Regions from separate parts of the Sus scrofa genome. Here regions 1 and 3 are each linked to region 2. Evidence: chromatin contacts called from public HiChIP or PLAC-seq data. All regions are on one chromosome and are shown on one strand. The core of a region is the stretch at or near the end of the contact, and the rest is flanking DNA. Distances in the headings are between cores, read along the strand shown. Region 1 holds the start of AKAP8L (A-kinase anchor protein 8-like). Region 2 holds the start of CYP4F55 (cytochrome P450, family 4, subfamily F, polypeptide 55). Region 3 holds the start of WIZ (protein Wiz).

Evidence for each region. HiChIP or PLAC-seq counts read pairs in DNA pulled down with a chosen protein or histone mark.
Region 1: an H3K27ac HiChIP or PLAC-seq map of alveolar macrophages shows a contact between it and region 2. The contact joins the promoter of AKAP8L here to the promoter of CYP4F55 in region 2. A contact is called at or near these places in 2 of 5 promoter capture datasets (fetal liver and liver), 2 of 47 Hi-C or Micro-C datasets (epiblast stem cells and liver) and 2 of 2 datasets of contacts at active chromatin or transcription factors (alveolar macrophages and skeletal muscle).
Region 3: a contact with region 2 is called in an H3K27ac HiChIP or PLAC-seq map of alveolar macrophages. The contact joins the promoter of WIZ here to the promoter of CYP4F55 in region 2. A contact is called at or near these places in 1 of 5 promoter capture datasets (liver), 9 of 47 Hi-C or Micro-C datasets (blood, embryonic fibroblasts, epiblast stem cells and 3 more) and 1 of 2 datasets of contacts at active chromatin or transcription factors (alveolar macrophages).

What each region holds. Positions count from the first base shown.
Region 1 is chr2:62,183,113-62,187,619 of Sscrofa11.1, reverse strand. It overlaps AKAP8L (A-kinase anchor protein 8-like), which reads right to left and starts at 2,885. Exons shown (of 24, transcript XM_005652898.3): 1 at 2,731-2,885. The coding sequence starts at 2,743.
Region 2 is chr2:62,067,795-62,072,891 of Sscrofa11.1, reverse strand. CYP4F55 (cytochrome P450, family 4, subfamily F, polypeptide 55) reads left to right here and starts at 1,940. Exons shown (of 13, transcript NM_001244636.1): 1 at 1,940-2,062; 2 at 2,353-2,551. The coding sequence starts at 2,354.
Region 3 is chr2:62,153,676-62,158,306 of Sscrofa11.1, reverse strand. It overlaps WIZ (protein Wiz), which reads right to left and starts at 2,912. Exons shown (of 9, transcript XM_021083626.1): 1 at 2,751-2,912; 2 at 1,040-1,303. The coding sequence starts at 1,244. RASAL3 (RAS protein activator like-3) reads right to left here. Exons shown (of 18, transcript XM_021083615.1): 18 at 4,495-4,631.

The DNA.
Region 1 (4,507 bases), core at 1,636-4,135, 110 kb before region 2:
GCAGCAACAACTCGGATTAGACCCCCTAGCCTGGGAACCTCCATATGCCAAGGGTGCGGCCCTCAAAAGACAAAAGACAAAAAACAAACAAAAAGATTGGTAGATGGACCTTTGTTTAAAGGCCCAATTCTGGATTTTTGTCCTATTTTTCCACTGCTCCAATCTTCCCTGCTCAGTGCTGGAGAAGGAAACTTCTTTCTCAAGTACACAAAAAGAAACTAGGTTCAGAAGCTAAAGTTATCAAAAAGTTAAATTAGGAGTTCCCGTCGCGGCTCAGTGGTTAACGAATCCGACTAGGAACCATGAGGTTGCAGGTTCGATCCCTGGCCTTGCTCAGTGGGTTAAGGATCTGGCATTGCCGTGAGCTGTGGTGTAGGTTGCAGATGCAGCTCAGATCCCCTGGCTCTGGTGTAGGCCAGTGGCTACAGCTCCAATTTGACCCCTAGCCTGCAAACCTCCATATGCTGCAGGAGCAGCCCAAGAAAAGGCAAAAAGACAAAAGAAAAAAATTAAATTATTTTAATCATCTTCTACACTTCTAAGCCTCCAGAAGTTCTTCTTAAAGGCAAACAGTTGTCTGAAATGTGACTTTAAAAGCCTCTGACTTTAGTGGTCTGCCTCTTAAAAGGAAAGACTCATATTATAAAGCTACTGTGGTTTTCAGTTGATCAAGATCAAGAAAAAACTGATCTTTATCTCATTAGCTTGGCTACCTCAGTGCCCACTCAAAACTGGAATTACAGCTACAAGATGGGAAGTTGAAATTCAGACTTGGCTATTAGTGACCTCTCTAATTCAGTTTCCTTGTCTATGAAAATAAATGCCCCATTATTAAGGTACCTCACAGCACCCAACCATTCATCTCCTGGTTTCTTCAGCAGTCCTGCACCTAATAATTACAGAACTGTCTCTCAGTTCTCAGTAAGATTTTGTGAAAAAGATTACATCTCAATTCTGGATATGTCAGTAACAACCCTACTGACTTTCCTCCTGAACCAGGAAAGGTACAGAAAGGCTAGGGCAGGAATGCTCAACCATGGCACCACTAATGTTTGCAGCCAGACAATTCTTTATGGTGGTGCTATCCTATGCACTGTAGGATGTTCAGCAGCATTCTTGGCCTCTATTCACTAGAGGCACTAGTAGCACCCCCACTCACAGAAGTGACAACCAAAAAGATCTCCAAACATTGCCAAGTGTTCTCTAGAGGGCAAAACTGCCCCTGGCTGAGAACCACTAGGCTAAGGAATGGTTGCTTAAAAAACTTGGTTTCTCGGAGTTCCCGTCATGGCACAGTGGTTAACAAATCCGACATGAGAACCATGAGGTTGCGGGTTCGGTCCCTGGCCTTGCTCAGTGGGTTAAGGATCTGGATCTGGCATTGCTGTGAGCTTCGGGTGTGGGTCGCAGACGCCGCTCGGATCCCGAGTTGCTGTGGCTCTGGCGTAGGCCAGAGGCTACACCTCCTATTAGACCCCTAGCCTGGGAACCTCCATATGTCGGGGGAGCGGATCAAGAAAAGGCAAAAAGACAAAAAAAAAAAAAAAAGAAAGAAATTTGGTTTCTCGCCAAGCTCCTAACCTGGAAAAGGGAGGGCTGACAGTACATAAAGCAGCCTATAGAGAAGCCCCAGAGGCTCAGATTCCATTCCCAGTCCTAAACATTCCAAGTCGAATGCAGGTTACCTGGCAACCACACATGCTCAAGCCTGTAATAACCCCATTACCAAGGAAGCTTCTGGCTGAGAAGCCTCATCAGTTATTTCCAAGGCAAACCCAAGCATCTTCTGAGTTCACCCAGGGATGATTTGCAATCACCCAAACATATCCTATGGCACCCTCTCTAATTTCATCATCCACCCTCCCCTTTGCTCAAATCCCACTGATTTCCCTGACTGATCTTTTAACAAGCCAGGCAGTTCCTAACACTGGGTCTTTATGCTGAGGGCCCCCTGGGCCAGATACCTTAACTCACTCATTTCATTCGGGTCTCTGCTAAAATGTCACCTCTTCAGAGCTCTCCAACCACCCTATGTAACACATCAACCGTCTCAGAGTACTGAACACCCCAGAATATATACTATGTTTGCCGATTATGGCCTGCTCTCCTCTATAAAATACTTGAGGAATTCTTGTCACTATTCCAGAGTGTATTCGGCACCTGAGAGATGAATTTGACAGATACTGAATGAGTCAACACGGAAGCGTGCCATTCCTCACAAAGCTCCGGCTCGGCCCCTAAGGACCCAAGGTTCCCCACTCAGCCCAAACCCTTCAAATATTTATTTATTCATCTCCCCGGGGCAAAGACGGCAGCTGCGGCATCCGGCAGTGGAAACTACGCAAGGGAGAAGAGTATGGTAATGGTAACGGTAATAGCAGCTGAGTCCGCAGACTGACCTGAAGGCCTGAAGTCTGAGAAGGGGCAACCTGAGACGTCGAGGGCCCAAGAGGCCTGACCAGGAACCGAGGCCGAGGACCACAGATACAGATGACAGAAGACAAGACTTAGGGAGGCCAGGAGCCGAGACCCAAAGCTGCCAGGACAGAGAACCTGAGACGCCGAGACGAGAGGGGCGCGAAACTGAGGCGACGGGCCCACGGCGCCATTTTGTGACCGCAGAAAGAGTAGTGTCCAAGCCCCGGGGGAGTCGCGGACAAGCCTGGCCCGGCCCTGGCACACCCCTGTCCCACCCCACCCGGAGCCCGACCCCTACCCTGCCAGGCTCACCTGTGTAGCTCATGGCAGCAGCTAACACTACACTTGAAGACTACAGCAGGGGGTTCCACGCGTCCAAAGCCGCGATAGCGGCGACAATCCCCCAAGCCCCTTCTACACACAGCTTAGCCCCTCCTCCCGACCGCATTGGCTCACGCCGGACCCTAGCTTCACGCTTGTTGGATGACCTTGTTGTCGATCTCGGAGAGTCCCTATGCCCGTGGCTGAGGGCACTGTCAATCTCATGATCGCCCCGCCCTATTCCCGCCTCTCGTTATGCCGACACTACGGTTATTGGCTGAGAGAAGACGGCCGGGAGGTGGAATCCTGTAGAGTTCGAAGGGGAGGAGCTGTGCACTACGGAAAGACCTGAGGCCCAAGCGGGGCCGGGCGGGAGGTGGGCCTGTGTCCTGGAAGCCCGCCAGAGGGAGCCGGCTCAACAGCTCAGGGTGCTGCTCCAATCCCGGCTTTGCCTCGAGGCTATTATGCCAACCTAGACTATTTCTGACTTCTCTGGCCTTCATAACGAACACGGTAGAGCCATGTTGGAATGAAAACTATAACTAAGCGCCAAACAAGATACGGGGCACACGGTCAGACATATGAGATAAATGTAAATAATTCATTCCGAATTCCTGTTGTGGCTCAGCTGAAACAAACCCAACCTGGATCCATGAGGATGCAGGTTCCATCCCTGGCCTTGCTCAGTGTGATAACGATCTGGCGCTGCTGTGAGCTGTGGTGTAGGTTGCAGACGCGGGTGGGAAGTGGAGTTGCTGTGATTGTAGCTGTGGCATGGGCCACAGCTCCAATTTGACCCTTAGCTGGAGGAACCTCCATATGCCACAAGTGCGGCCCTAAAAAGCAGAAAAAAGAATTCAGTCAGAGTTCTCTTGTGGCTCTGTAGGTTAAGAATCCTGTTGTCACTGCAGAATCTCAGGTAGCTCCTGGGGCACAGTTGGACCTCCAGCCCAGGGATTTCTGCATGTGTGTGTGTTGGGGGGGGGTGCACCCAAAAAAGAAATTTTAAAAATTCAGCCCAGTGCCAGGTGTGCTGAAATGTTGCATTTGGTTATCTACCATTACATAACAAATATATTTATATAGCATGTTTATATTACATATATGCTATATATATTTGTATTATCATGTAAATGCTCCTTCTTATCTACAAGGAAACTCTTTTAAAAATCCCCACTTAAAAGATAAAATTGAGAAAAAAAAAAAAGATAAAATTGAGGCTTGGACTTCATCACTCATGATCCTTGACACAAGTGTTAAAGTGGGAACTTCCCCTCTAAACCTGTTTGTTTTGGACTTAGGAACCCCTGCAGTAGCCCAGCCAGGCTGTTCCCCAGCACCCACACTGGATGTGTGGGACCCACTTTCAGAGACATCTCATATCTTCTAGGAGATGACTTGACAGAGCTGTAGACACTGTAAACTGTACTTGTGTGTTTGTGCGAATTCAAACTGTATGACTTTTTTTTTTGGTTTTACTTTAAAAGTTTGTTTTAAAGCATGGTGCTGCTGACATTAATTGATATTGAAGAACTGTCCCTTTCTTTAGTTTAACAATTGCACTTTTTAAGTCCATATCCTTCAGAGGAATATGTGGAAATATTAAGAGATTAACTGATCTGACTGATGACCAGGATGTGCTTCACCATAACTCAGATGGGGGAAAGGGAGAAGGGCACAGAGGGTTTACAGCTAAAGAGATTGGTCATGAGTTTATAACTGTTGAGTAGATGATGGTTCCTTTTACCATTCCACTTTTGTATGGTTG
Region 2 (5,097 bases), core at 691-3,190:
CTGATCAGAGCTTTCCATGAAGTTTTCCATGGGGCTTGGGCTTCTTTACAGAATAGGGAGTGGTTCTGATGGGATGGGTTCCAAAAGCAAACGTAAATTTAAGCTGCCAGCCTACTTCAAGGCCTTAACTAGCATGGCACCACCTTGACCACATAATATTAGTTAAGCAGTCCCAGGGCCAGGCCAGATTCAAGAAGTATAAACTCCTCTTATTGGGGACAACAGTAGAATTTTTTTTTTTTGTCTTTTTGCCATTTCTTGGGCCGCTCCCGTGGCATATGGAGGTTCCCAGGCTAGGGGTCGAATCGGAGCTGTAGCCGCTGGCCTACTCCAGAGCCACAGCAACGCAGGATCCGAGCCAAGTCTGTAACCTACACCACAGCTCACGGCAACGCCGGATCGTTAACCCACTGAGCAAGGCCAGGGATCGAACCCACAACCTCATGGTTCCTAGTCGGGTTCGTTAACCACTGCGCCACGACAGGAACTCCAACAGCAGAATTTTTGCAGCCATGACTTTGCAGGTGGGGGTTAAAGCCCCAAATTCTGCGTTTCCTAGATGCTGCTGGTAATGTCAATGCCGCTGGTCTGAGGACCATATTTTGAGTGGCCATTTCTTAGAGCTCATGACTATAAAAGGCCCTTTCTTCCCTAAATAGTTAATGAGCATGCACTCTGTGCCAGGATTCACTTCTGCTTGTGCTGTCTTGTTAAATTACTTCTCTGTGTGGCTGGAGCGAGTCACTGAACCTTTCTGGACCTGTTTCCTCTTCCTTCCTTTTGCTTCTCTTCACCCCTATCTGGCTACCCCTGTTGCCTCTCACTTACCATAGCCCTGCTCCTGGCCCTTCTCTGAATGGACACCTCAGCAGGTGGATCACTTTGGCCAAGGAGGCAAAGAATCTGGGACAGGGCACACAAACTTGCTGAGGGCTTCAGGACCAGTCCCTCAAAAGCTGGATTATGTGGGCCTGGAAGGAATGGGGTAGTGGTGGCAGGAGAGGAAATTTGGGCATTTTCCAAACATTCTATTAGCTGCAGCAGGAATGTCTGTCCAAATCCTCTCACTTTGCATCTCCATCCTTCAAACTCATCCTCATCTTGGAGCCTGATCTTGGGGAGACCTCATGAGGGCTGAGATTACTTTACAGGGGAGTTTAGGACAGGATCTGGAGGTGACGAAACACATTTACAGCTGATATCCCAATTCCCAGACGGGAAGGCTGAGCCCAAAGGAGGTTGGCACAGCCTATAGTTAGAGTGAGGGCAGGGCAGAACTCCACTCAAGATCTCCCAGCTTTGCCTTCCCCTGTGTGGACCCTGTTCTCTCCTGACCCCTCTCAGCCTTACACCTCAAGCCTCCAGCTGTCCTCTTCTGACTGGGCCCTTGACCCCCTGAATCTGCTGTGGTAATCCCCAGCCAGGCTGGTTTCTCTTTTCCTACTCCCAGCAGTTTTATCCCAACCCAAGGCCTGGGTTGCTTGGAGGCAGGGCTTAAACTCCTGCCAGGCTGCGTGCCCTGGAGGCCAGAAGTTTCTTGCCTCTGGGCTTTCTGATTCTGTGCCAAGAAATGGTGCATGCTGCCCTTCTGGCCCACACGTGGTGAGAGCCACGGAGATGTTTTGGGACATGGTTTGCACCCGAAACACTCATAATTTTACCTGCTGTACCCTGGCCTTGGAAGGGCAGGGGCAGCTGTAAACACAGGGGCACAGAGTCACCTTTGTCCGCCTTCCAGCAAGCTGAGTGGGAGGTGCTGAGTCCCAAGAAGTCAGCATCTGCACCACGTGAATCTGAGCTGGTTCCTCTCTGGAGCCAGCTGCTCCAGGTTTCTAAGTCTTGGGCAGACTCCAGGTGGGAGGAGGCAGCCAGGCAAGCAGGGATTGGCTGACCCACTCAAGGCCTCCCCCCCCACCACCGCCACTCCCGACTGGCCCCATTTGGAAGTCAGGACAGGGAAGAAGACTCTCCAGGATGAGGACAGAAGAAGCTGTGTGGGACTAGTTGCTCCAGACAGAAGGTGCAGCGCTGGCGTTGGTGGGGCTGAAAGTTCTGGCCCAGGGTAGGGAGGGGCACTGCCCAAGGCAACTTTCCACTGATTCCAAGTGGGCATTTCTTCATTATCTTCTCTCTCGCCCTCTCCCTGTCTCTTTCTCTTCCTCTGGATTTTCCTGGGTCTCCTCCCCTCTCTGAGCCTCAGTCTGCTCATCTCTGAGTCCTTCCTTCCCCAGCACTCACCCCCTTGTTCCTCTCCCTGTATTTGTTTGTCTATTTGTCTCTGCCTCAGAGCTCACCCTCACTGTCCCTTTGCTGAGTCTCAGGAGCTCACTCTCCACACCATCTGCCCTACAGGATGCTGCAGCTGAGCCTGTCCTGGCTGGGACTGGGGCCTGTGTCAGCCTCCCCGTGGCTGCTCCTGCAGCTGGTCGGTGCTACCTGGCTCCTGTCCCGAATCCTGTCCTGGATCTATGACTTCTATGACAACTGCTGCCGCCTCCGGTGTTTCCCGCAACCCCCAAAACGGAACTGGTTTTGGGGTCACCAGGACCTGGTGAGTGTGGGCAACAGGATGGGTCTGGGGAATGATGGTGTGTGGACTTCCTGAGGGGTCGGGGATCAGGCTCAGGGAGGTTGGGGTCTGAGGTTGAGCTGGGGTCTAGGGCAGCAGAGAAGTAAGGGAGAGCATTTTCCTCACTTCTCCACTGGGTCGAACCCTCTCCTCTCTGTCCACTCTATGCCCCAATATTTTCATGGTTCATAGTCTTCCTCACCCAAGGCCAGTTTGGGGTTATGTTCCTGCCCGTCTTCCCTACACTGGTGCACATCTGAGGAGCTCTCAGAATGGGCTGGAGAGAGCTGGGTCCTCTAGTGACAGAATGGGCTGCAGAGAGCTGGGTCCCCTAGTGACCCCATGGTGTCCACTGCTGGTCTTGAGGCCTCCTCAGGGCCACTGTCCAGGGTCTGTCCCTGCCTGGCCCATCTCTTTTGGTTTCAGGTCAGTGTCTGCTCCTCTCTGGGCTTCTGCTTCCCAGAGGAATCAGCTATGACTTCCACCCCTCTTATGCCCCTATGGGGGTACAGCAGGAGCTGAGGAGATGTGTGGTCAGTCTCTCCTCCTCCTCCCCTTCCTCTGGCGTCTGTCTCTTCCAAACTTGTCTTCCACCCTCAGGATATATCAGTGGGCCTCTCTGCTCAACTTGGATAAAAGTGGACCCTTCCCTCTTTCAGAAGGAATCACTCGGACCTAATGGCCAAATTTCCTGGGAGGGTGGGAGGGGGCTCCTGGCCCACCTTCCTAGCCTCATCCCCAGAGCCCCTTCCTTTGTGCTGCATTAGCCTACTTTGGCCCTAATCCCAATAAGGACTTTGTCATCACTAGCAAAGGCACAATGTCCAAAACCATTGATTCCAGATTGCATTCTCTGACCACAACTTCCTTTCCTTCTAGCTTCTTTTTTTTTTTCTTCATCTCTCATCCTAGACCTTGCCAGGCTGTCCATTCCCCTGTGCACCCTAGTCCAACAGCTTCTTTTCAATCTCATTTCCTTGGGTACATCAAGTTTAGATTCTCATCCTTTGCACATGGGCTGAAGTCTCTTACCACCTGGGCTTTCCCTCATGGCTCTTTGGAAGACTTTGGCCTTGTGTGAGCTCAAACCCCGACGCCCCCATCCTCTGATCTCTCCTCTATGGTGATGCTAAGGAAGGTCACAAAACAGGACAGAGGGGTGACATGTACATCCCTACCTGCCTGTTTCCAACGGGGCTCATTCTGCTCTCTCTTTGTACACAGAGCTGTTTTCACGCATTGCCTCTATTTCTTTGCTTGCTCTCACCTGCTCCAGTGTGGTTCCCACCCCCACCATGCTCCCACCAGATTACTGTGAGCTCTAGGACTCCAAATCCCATGGACTCCATCCAGCCCCATCTCATCCACCTGCTCACAGCTCTTTGAGCTTGTGGATCCCCTTGTCCTCCTGGACCTCTTTTCCTCTTGGTTCTAGGCCACCCTCCTTCCTTGGTATCTCCTATACCTCCTCATGGCCCTTCTGTCTCCACTTGGCTCTTCCTTTGCTCCACCCTTCCATGTGCAGAAACCCCAGCATCCTACCTCTTTCTTCGTTCTCTCTTAAGACCACCTCCTTACCCCAGGGCTCCAGCTCCTAAGTGGACCATCAGTTCCTTGCATAAGTGACTTCCAAGTTCATATCTCTCCTGAGCCCAAGGTCATCCTATCCAGCTCCTTCCTCCTCCTCTCATGGCATGGGTGTCTCCTAAACACCAGATTCCTTGGTCAGAAGCTGAACTCCTGGCTCCGTCCCCAATCCTGTCCCCACCCTTGGTCTAGTCCATCCTTTCAACACATATTTGGAGCCCTTGAGCCTGCCTTTTTCTCTCACCTGTGAATCTGGCCCTAATGTGCTGCCTCCATAATCTGTCCTTAATCTGTGTGCTCTCTGCATCTCCTCTCACCCTTGGCCCCATCCACCTTCATCTTTCTCCAGGAAGTCTCTCCTAATCTACTCTCTGGCCTCTTTTTTAAAAAAAAATTAAAATTATGGTTGATTTACAATGTAGTGTCAATTTCTGCAGTACAGAAAAGTGACCCAGTCATGCATATATGTCCATTCTTTTTCTCCTACTGTCTTCCATCATGTTCTGACACAGAGATTGGATATAGTTCCATGGTCTGTACAGTGGGGCCTCATTGCTTATCTATTCTACATGTAATAGTTTTCACCTACTAACCCTCCAATTTCCCATCCATCTCACTCCCTCCCCCTTCTCTGGTCTCTTCATTGCCACTGTTGTCTCCTCATCCACTGACTCCTTGGCCCTGGAGAAATTCTTCTGAAATTCAATTTAGACCATGCAACTTCTCAGATGAACACTGTTCAATGAATGCTTATCCCTCTGAAAATAAAGGCTAAGTGTTTCTTGGCCGGGCCCTGGTGTCCTCCTCAGCCTCATGCATGCCATAGTCACTCTGAGCTTCTTGGTTCCTCAGTGAACCAAACTCTTCTCACTACATGGCTTTTGCTTGTGCTGTTCTTTCGCCTGGAAGCTTTTCTCTTCCTGCAGTTACCCAGTAGATTC
Region 3 (4,631 bases), core at 1,663-4,162, 84 kb before region 2:
AATGACACGAGATGATCACATAAAGGGCTAGCATGTAGGAAACCCCTAACAAGGTGCCTGGAGTTTCCTGGAAACCAAGGCCTTTAGAGCAGGTCGAGGAGATGAAAGGAGACATAGAGTATATCAGCCTGCACTGTACCAACCACTCTCTAGCTATATCAGGCTCCTGTTGGGTCCTTGAACACGCCAAGCTCCTCCTCACCACAGTACCTTTGCACCTGTCATTCCCTTCCCCTGTCTTGCCCTTCCCACCATTCATTCCATGCTCCACTCAAATTCTACCCCCTTCAGGCAGGCTTTCCCAGGTCCCCCAGGCATGATCCTGACACTCTGTTTAATACCTTCATAACATCTGTCACTACCTGCCCGTATGTTACTTATATAGTTGCTTGTTGTCTATCTCCCCTACCAGAATGTCAGGTCCCAGAGGGTGGGGACTTTTGCCTCTTTTGTTTACAGCTGTATCCCTAGCACCTAGAACAGAGCCTGGCACATGGCAGTTGTTGAGTATTTAATGAAGGAATAACAAATCATGGGGTGGAAACAGCGTGTGATCCCCTTTTGCTGGGAAACCAAGGCATCAAGCAAGGGGTGGCTGTCATTCCAGACCACTCAGTCTCTCCCCAGCCACTAGAGGGCATAAGTTGTTTGGGCCCATGGCTCAGGAGCCAGGCTTACCAAGACAGTGCAGCAAGAGGGAGCTGGGATAGACTGATGGGACTAGGTTATGCCTGGGGAACAGGTGGGCTCAGGAAGGAGAACTCAGGGTGCTAGTCTGGGCACTTAGACCCAGTTAGTATGCTCAGAGGAGGAAGCCAGGCAGACCTGAGTCAAGTCCTGGGTCCTTGCCAGCCACTGGGGGACCCTGGTTTTCACAACCGTAAAATGGGAAACTAGGCAGGGTGCAAAGACAAGGCTCTGAACCCAGGCGGAATCAGAATTCCAACTCAGCCCCTGCTGGGTTGGGTAACTTGGCCCTACCTGAGCCTTGGGGACCTGGTTGGATGTTCCCCTAAGGCCACAGGGCCCACCCTCTTACCAGAAATGCCACCTCTGCCATCCAGAATGTCTCGAGGGCTCTCTTTGGTGACAGGCAGGTAATGGGTGGACCGGAAAATACAACCTTCCCCCTCAGCAACCTCGGCCCCACCTTCGATGTCCTCCCGTGGTGCTGGGCCAGGCAGTCTCTCAGGGCCTCGAGGACGATCAGGGGCGGCGAGGCCGCCTACCAGGGGCCCATCCATAGATGCTCTCTGCTTGGCTCCACTCAGCAGCTGGCCTGGCTCAGCAAGGCATTGTAGGTCTGGGGGCAAAGAGACAGGTGTTTAGGAGAGGTAGGAAAGGAACTCTGCCTCAAACTCTCCTTCCTTGAAGCTCCAGTCCTCACCCCTAGAGCTCAGTGTCTCAGTTTACCTCCCAGCACAGGTGAGCTAAGTAAATGGTCCTGAGGCCCTGTCCTCACACATTGTATCCTGATGACCCCCAACCTCAGCATGCTTCAGCCTCCCCATCGATAACTCCTGCCTTACATAGATCCTGCGCTGCCTCAGTTAACCCCATTTTATAACATGCACACTCAGTTACCTTGTTTTCTTGCAGCATTAATCCTATTACTTCTCCTAGGTGCCTCCAGTCATTCATACACAGCTATACTTTCCCCAGTTGTGCCTCCACTGCCTTGCACATGCATATCCTGCGTGCATGCTTCGGCTTGCATCCCGGCCACTTCCACACTCTGATCCTATACACTGTCTCAAGTCCCCCCATCATTACCCCTGCACTTTTCTTTTCTTACTTCAGTTGCCTGTATCAGTTACCCCTGCACTTTTCCCACAGTCCAGGCCCCCTCCCCACACGGAACCTTTGGGTTCTCCAGCATTAACCCCTTTACCCTCACGCAAGCCTCAAGTGACCCCAGCATTAACCCCTTCACTTCACCCCAACATTACCCTTCATGCATACTCAGCCTGGGTTCCTCCATCCCACCCTCCCAAGATCTCTCTAGTCCGCCGTCAAAAGGGAAGGATGGGGCTCCTGGTCCAGAAATGAGGACCCTGGGGAGGCTGTGGGGGTGGGGGCTTTCTTCTCCACCTATAAATACCTTCAAGGTAACGGCGGCAGAAAGTGAAGGGCAGGAATGAGGCGCCCTCCCCAGGGAGACGATGGGGAGGCCGATCCCAAGCAACCGGGGCGGGGCCGGGGCTCCAGGCCTGGCAGCAGGCGCTGCCCTCGGGGACCTGGGGGCTCCCTGGGGGCCTGTCCGTGGACTGGCCGTTGTGGTGGGGGTCCCTGCCCCGGCCCCAAGGAGGCACCTGCGGGTTCCCACCGGGTGGGCACTGCCCGCGGGGAACCGGCGGGACCGCAACTTCGGAGCACTTTGGCAGCGTGGGGAGGGGGGCTCCTTTCTGGACGCCCCCTCCCGGGGTAGCAGAGGTGGTGGCGGTGCCACGCCAGCGCACCCCTCGGGGCGCTAGGGTCCGGAAGATGCGCCCCCCCGCCCGTGCACCTCGGGGCGGGAGACCCCGCGGGACGCGCCGAGGTAGGAGGGGGACACCTGCCCCACGACCCCCCGCTCCTCCCCCCAACCTGTGCGGCCCCGCCCCCGACAAGGCCCCGCCCCTACAGGCCCCGCCCCCGCCCCCCGCCCCCCGCCCCGGGGGGTCCCGCCTGGCCCGGCCCGGCCCGGGCCTCCCCCTCCCCGCGCCGGCTCCGCCCCGCCCGCGGGCTCCCCAGGCCGGGCCGGGCCTCACCGGGGAGGCGGTGCCGCCGGCTGGGTGCCGGGGCTCGGAGCTCCCTTCTTTGGTGCGGCCGTCGCTGCCGCTACCGCCCTTGCAGCTCGCGGTGCCGGTGCCGCGGCCTCCGCAGCCGCCGCCGCCTCCACCGCTCGGGGGACATTGTCCCTTTAAATCGCTCCCCCCGCCGCCCCGCCCCCCCGGCGCGCCGCCGTGACCTCAGCGCGACAGCCCCGCCACGCCGCCATGATGGGGAGGTCCGGGACCCCCCCCTCCCCGCCCCCCCTCCGCGCCACCCCGGTTGGGGGGGGGGCAACCAGCAGGCGCGCCGCCATGTTGGGAGTGGCCAGGAGGGTCACCCTTAAAGGGCCCGCGCGACCTGAGAGTCCAGGGAGAGGCTGTTACCATGACAACACTCTTGTGCTCATGCCCTCAGTGGCTCTTCATCACCCTACTAGTTTTTCCAATGCTAGCCCAGTTAATAGAATCAGAAGAGTGGAGAGGGGATAGAGAAGTTCCCCCATGGGTCGTTTTTAGGTCATTGAGGACTCCACATGGTCAATAGCCTTCAGTCCTCTTCTCCCAGTTCCAACCACAAGTTCATTCTTTCCTTCCCCGCTATGCAGTACTTCTCTGCCCCTAGAGCTGCCTTAGGTCCCCAAACCTAAGCCCCCTTTTCTACCACCTCCCAGGATCATAATCTCCAGGCCTACCTCACAAAGCACACATAATAGGCTTTATGCTTCTACCCAAAACCCATCCACATGTCTAACTCATCCATCTCCCTACCTATTCATTCACACATTCAGTTGATCAACCACTCATCTACCCATCCAGTCAACTAACCACCTATCCATCCACCTATCCAAACACCCACTTAAAGTAACCATCCACCTACTCATTCATTCACTATCCAATTAAATACTTATCCATACAATCAAGCAAGCAAACACCCATCTCTACACACATACCTTCACCTAGTCACCAAAACACCCATCCATCAATTGCATGTTTGTTTGTCTCTTTCACCAGAGAGTTCCATGATGACAAGAGTCATTATAGTTCATCATTGTTTCCCTACTGCCCAGCTCAAGCCTTAAGAAACCTCAAAAAATGTACATACAATACATATAACTGCTTACTCAATTCAAATATTTATTTCCTATTATGATCCAGTCCTTTTCCAGGCAGGCATACCCATTCCAGCTAACTACCTACTCAGCTACTCACCTACAAGGGTGAACATCCAACAAATGCTAACCTATTAACCATCTACCTATTGTGCTGTCCACCCTATCTCTCACCCACTCACCCACACATGATTTAAATGCCCACTCATTTTCTAAGCAACCACCCACAGAGCTTAACCATCTTCATACATACCCAATCCTTCCTTTGTCTGCCTCCCAGACCCAAGTCCTCGCCACCATGAGGGAGCTGGTATGGAATTTGGAGCCCTAGAAAGATGCTCTCATCTGGAATCTGGGCTTCACTGAGAAGCAGATGGTGCCCTAACAATGACAAATACCTTTTATTGAGCACTTTAAACTATGGGTCTTTTACTGTGCAAGGAAAATAAATCCATTTTACAAATGAAGAAATTGAGTTTCTGAGAGAGTGAGGGCCTTAAGGTCACACAGCTGGTGAGAATCTCCTTCCATCACCCCCTCCCATGAGACCTCCAACTAGGGGAGACTTTGAGAGAGCTGAATGGTTGCTTTCTGACTGGCAATACTCAGGGGCAAATAAAAAAACACACACATTGATTTTTACTGGAATCAAGATTTTACTGGGCCACCTTTTAGTGCCAGACTTGTTGGCACCTACAACTCCATTCCCTACTGCATGCCACATAGCGTTGAGGTAGGGATCAGACAGGCCCCTAAGACTGCCTTTTCT